2 separate regions of the Dromaius novaehollandiae genome follow, and region 1 is linked to region 2. Evidence: chromatin contacts called from public Hi-C data. All regions are on one chromosome and are shown on one strand. Each heading gives the region's core, a stretch centred on a gene start, on an enhancer-like site or on the middle of the called end of the contact. The rest is flanking DNA. Distances are from core to core; before and after follow the strand shown. Region 1 has its middle 320 kb from the start of FLRT2. Region 2 holds the start of FLRT2 (fibronectin leucine rich transmembrane protein 2).

What was found. A called contact is a pair of places that touch in the nucleus more often than the background predicts.
Region 1: a Hi-C map of liver shows a contact between it and region 2, with 5 times the contacts expected there. The contact joins the enhancer-like site here to the promoter of FLRT2 in region 2. A contact is called at or near these places in 3 of 4 Hi-C or Micro-C datasets (brain, liver and ovary).

The regions. Positions count from the first base shown.
Region 1 is chr5:22,501,696-22,504,395 of bDroNov1.hap1, forward strand. No RefSeq gene overlaps it. Among named protein-coding and RNA genes, the nearest start is that of FLRT2, 320 kb to the left of the region's middle. Within about 2 kb of position 1,281, at least 1 of the 2 cell types and tissues checked has open chromatin away from gene starts, as enhancers often do.
Region 2 is chr5:22,176,696-22,179,395 of bDroNov1.hap1, forward strand. FLRT2 (fibronectin leucine rich transmembrane protein 2) reads right to left here and starts at 1,379. Exons shown (of 3, transcript XM_064512222.1): 1 at 1-1,379.

The DNA.
Region 1 (2,700 bases), core at 31-2,530, 320 kb after region 2:
GAGCTATTTTTTCTAATCTATAGATTTTAGGGCCAAAAAGGGCCTACAAGTCATCTAGTCTAAGTTCCTATATAATGCAGAGCATAGAATTTCAGCCATGAATTCTCCATACAATTTATTCTGCTCTGATCCTAATAAATAGTGTTTGACTAAAACACATGCTTTAGTTATGCTTAGAAGCTGTGAAAAACCGTATTGAACTTAACAGTCATAGCCACTGTCTTCAGTGTAAGATAAGTGTAAGGAATAATCAAGCTCCTCCATAACACCACATAGCTGAAACAGTAGGCACCATTAACCAAAACCCAGGCACATGTGAAATCTCAAATAGTGGTTGTACCACATGACCCAAGATGTTTGATGGAGCCTGCTGCAGAACACTTACCCTATTTAAATAAATAAAGCATTTAAAAGTTCACAGAAATGTACAGATAATGAACAAAAGTCACCAAACACAGCCAGGAAAACTCCTACAGTGTGACTGAGTGGTAAATAGATGAGAAAAGTTTTGCATAAAGTGATGTATAAAAGGGAATGAAGAAACTAGTCTGGCTGTTTTTTATCTTCACAGAATATTTTTTAATCATTCTTTGTAAGTGAACACCAATGCATGGAAGAAATACCTGATTCCTTTATGCATTTCTTCTTTTGCCAGAAGTAAACAATTTCTGGACATAAAGTAATGACTTGAGGGTGGAAAAAAAATTCCATACAGCTATATAGTCTTAATGCAAAAGTGTCAGCAATGGCTGATGCATACTCAAGTTTCACTGTGGAGTCACAGTAAACTGGAGTGCACATCTGAGCCAGGTACTTAGAAGTATCCTGAGTCCAATAATTCAGCCATTGTTACTAAAGGGAGTATTCACATAAAGGACATTAAATGAATTTCCAAGTACTTTCTTGCAATCTACTGTGCCATATTTTGTGGGGGTACTAGAAGCATTTTGTTTCACCCTTCAGTGGCGGGACTAGCTCAACAGATGGGCAATCAAACATAACTGCAGGTTAAAAAGGGAAAAGTCAATAAAGACAAATGCGTACAAAGGGCAAAGCTGTTAGCAGAAATTTATTGATGTCCTTCAGTGTCTTGTCCAAGCCTTGCTCTTTATTGCTCTGTTTCTGTCCTTACAGGAAGGAATCACTCAAGTCCACAAACCAAAAATAAATAGAGCAGCTACCACCCAAACCTCCCCGTTTTCCTCAATTCAACAGCTGCTTTCTGGAACATGTTGCTTTTGTCAAGTAAGGCTATGATTTAATTGCAAAGGCTTGCCTGTGAGTGAAGAAAGCTCAGCCACAGCCATCAGCAGTTCACTTCAACTTTCAGCAACCCAGACAGAGTTAAGCCTCTGGAATTGTTACCCCCTAAAGGAAGATAAAAACCCAGGGAAGGGAATTAGTGTGAACTTGCACCATTAAACAGACATGTGCACCACTGAGAAGGATGCCTGCTCTCTTATTGCTGCTGTTTAGTATTGCTCTGAGTAATGATACTAAAGAGCTAATCACTAAGACAAAGGAGAAAAAGAAACAAGAAAATAAAGAGGATTAATAAAAGTCAGGTAGGAAAAAGCATAAGTTTCCTGTAACAAGTAGTCCAGAAATATGTACATAAGAAAGAGTTTAAAACACATCAACCATAGAAATCACCCTTGCAAACCAATGTAATATGTGGGATTATTAGAGCTTTTTTTTCCTGCAGGCTGTGATAATTTGTATGATTCAGCTTTGATTTTCATTAAAATGAAGGGGAGAGATTTGTATTTTAACTACAATAAAGCATACATGCTGAAGGATTGCTACTGGGAATTTGCACTCAGTGGAGTAGCTCTCTCTTCAAACACAAGGTCTAGGCACTGAAATGTATGTTTCTTTAGTTCTCCTTGTATCTTGATACTAAAGCAAAAATTGAGAGGCATTTTCAAAGAAGCCTAAAGGGACTCAAACCTCATTGACTTTTCATATGATATTGGTATCAACAGCCTTGGTGTCTTTTGAAAATCTTCGCCTAGAAGACTAATGGAACTCAAAATGGCTTAAGGGCTTCACTTATTCATGCCTTGTTGCTATTGTCCCTTGTGTGATTATTTGTAAATAGGATTCTTCCATATGTCTTTTCCTCCGTATCCACTGGCGGTGAGGGGAGACAGGAAGGGAAAGGAACACAAACTTCCCCACTTGGTTTATGCAAGGAAATAGGGTCAATATTGTAAGCAGAGGAAAAATTTTCAAGCTGATTTACTGGACTGGATTTCCAGAAATATTTAAATATGAAGTAAAATCAATGCCTTATTCACTGCACAAATTGCAGATTATAATGACTGCCAAGTTTGAAATCTTGATGCCTTGTTCAATCTAAATGAACTTACTCACATATTCTGAAAAGAATATTCACTTTGTCTCTTTAATTTCCATGTGACTAAACCCTACTTGGCACGGTTTATTTATAATAATTAATATCATAAATAGAAGCAGATCATTAGGGAGACAAAAGGAATAATGATTTTATTGACAACTTGGGCAGAGTGAATATATGCATTTATTAATTCATTCCCTGGCCAAAATTTAATTTTCAGATTCATTTTATGGTCTGCTTTAAGACACCCTTTCCCCCCCTCCTCATGACTATGACATCTCTGGGAACCTTTTTCTCTCTTAGCCTAATTGTTAAAGCTTGTGATATTTTGTATCTTGCCA
Region 2 (2,700 bases), core at 129-2,628:
AAGGGGAGAAGGTGGCAGAACCGCTGGGCTCCGGCATGGTATTGTTTTAAGGATCACCACCAAGGTCTCTTTTTTCCATAGCTGCCAATGCTAACCATCACCCAAGGTTGCTCTCAAGGCAAAGAGGAAGGAAATTTGCTTTCCAAGCTGCTGTCCAGCCGGTCATTTAGCCCTGGCACCCCACTGATGACACTGAAGAACGGCCGGCTCAAGTGGTTAAACGCCTGGTAATTTCCTTTCGGCCCTTCCCCTGGCGACTCCGGCGCAACGCCACAGCGCGATCTTATCGACGTGTGATCATTATTCACTGCTGACAACCAGAGATGCAGAGCTCCTAAGTGAGGGTGACAGATTTCAAACGTGTGGCTGCAGCGTACCGAGCCTTAGACATATTCTTCCTCAAACTTTGCCTAGCAAGCAAGTCAGCGGCTTAACCCTTTACAGGCCTTTCTGTCGCATGGGCACTGAGACCTCAGCCCGTGTGGGAGTGCTCATTTGAGAGCAATCACAACACACACAGTTGCTTGGCTGAGGACTTCTCATTACGTGCCAGTTTCTATTCTTGGTTATTTTCAATTGAAACAAATCAGAAGCATCAACTCTGGGGAGCAGTTGGAGAGCTGGATATTTCTCCTCGGTGGTTAGGGGCTGGAAAAATCCCCACAGCAAGGGAGATCTCTTGGGGACTTACCTGTGGTCCCTACTTTGTCAGAGTCTGGTATGCAAACTGTCATACACAGCACTCTAAAATCTCTCGCACATGCATACACAGAGCTTCTGCGCTTTCCTCAGCATGATGCAGCTGAAAGTACAGATCTGAAAGTGCTATTTCACTCAGACCTTCCGATTCAAGTCGTTTGCAGGTTATCAATAACAACAGAGAAAGGAGCAAGCCAGAAAGAAATGTATTGCCATGGGGAAAAAAAATGAAAGTCTTTTTCACAGATGCACTTTGTAGTCAAAGGAAATATTTACCACCAGCAAACTCCAGCATGTCAGAACATGTTTCCTCCGAAGCAGAAAAAAGTCTTAAAATGAGAAAGCAAGCATGTGCAATCCAAAGATGAAATGAAATGCACGAAACCTTTCCAAACTCAATACCACTGGCTTGGCGCCTGATGGAGAGACGACGCTGTCAGCACTTGTAACACGAAGATGTAGGCATTAGCGAACTCCGTTGGTTTTCTATTATTCATTTATAAATATTTTTTTCAGTAAATTATGCTGTTTCTGCTCCCTTCTCTGCCTCCATAAAGAGGGGGGACCTCTAATTGCAGCTGAATGACAGTCGGAGCCTGGATGTGGGATGGTCTGCAGGGAGTTCCTTCCAGAGCCCCAGCCTTGCAATGGTCACACAGCAGAAAGGACACAGAGGCAGGCTGGTGCGCACGAAGGGGATCTGATTTCTCTCTTCATTAAAGGTATAAGATAAGACCGGACAAAGACAGAGAAGAATCATGTAATAAGCAAATGGTCAGAAAACATTACTTGCTTCCCCCCCGACATTTCTAAGTTTCGAAAAGGCAGACAAACCTCCTCTGAGAAATACCTCCTCTCCCCCTTCCCCCCCCAAAGAGCCTTTATTCTTGTCCTGTTTATAATAACTGATGACATAAGTGGAGAGGGTGATTAGGCTTGATCGATTCAGGTTACACAGTCAGGACTACCGTTTCCACTGTCCCGCTTGCGTGCAAAGTGGCAACCTCGTAAACTGGAAGCCCCCGCAGCTGGCTGCGCGCGGAGCCCGCGGCGGGCGGAGGGACGGGCGGCTGCCTGCACGTCCTCGCGCTCGGCCAAGGGGGCAGCAGAGCCCAGCGCTCCGCTCCGCCGCCCGGCAGCGCCGCAGCCGCGCTGCCGCCTGCCCGAGGGCTGCTAGCACAACTGCCTGGCAAAACTTCCCCCATTTTCTCCCTCCACCACGTTGTGTTTAAGCTGCTCCCCCCCTTCAATTATTAATCTTGGCTATAGTCTGATTACTTGTAGTTTAAACATTTTTTCTCTACTATAAATGTGTGGAGCGTTTTTTTTAACAAACTGCTTTGCATGGTTGAAAGCCCGTAAACTGAAAGGAGAATATAGAAATATATTCTCTTTAAATTGTCTGTGATCATACAAGATGGCTAGCCTGGAGTGATGGTCCAGTGATCCATAATACAACCTCAATTATTGTAAGAGAATGTGAAATAGTATAACATTAAAAAAATCACAAAAATAAAAGCGACCTTTCATCACAAATGTCTTTTTTTCAGCTGTATTGTTAGAACGATATATGCAGCTTGCAAGAGACAGGGTAGAAGGAGCTAGAAGTATTTCTGTAACTGGAAGGCTGGTCTAAAGCATACTGAATAATTTCTATTTGTGTCAACAGACTTTGGATTAGGCCTTAAATTCACACAGTAGACAGAATGAAAAATTACAATATGAATTCTTCACCAAATTTTTGGTAAAATTGGGAAGGGAAGGGAAGGGAAGGGAAGGGAAGGGGAAGGATAGGGACAAGGAACTTTAGAAAATCTTGATCTTAGATTGATTTTGTCTAGCTTATTTCCTGGCTGTATTTAACGGACACAAAAGCATATGTGATGACAGACCAATAGTTTTTCAGTCATGATTATATTCTATTTTGAATTCTAGAAAAGATGAAGAGTTAAATGTGTTCTATGGCAACTTAAAACAAATGAATTACTTTGACTAGAACTA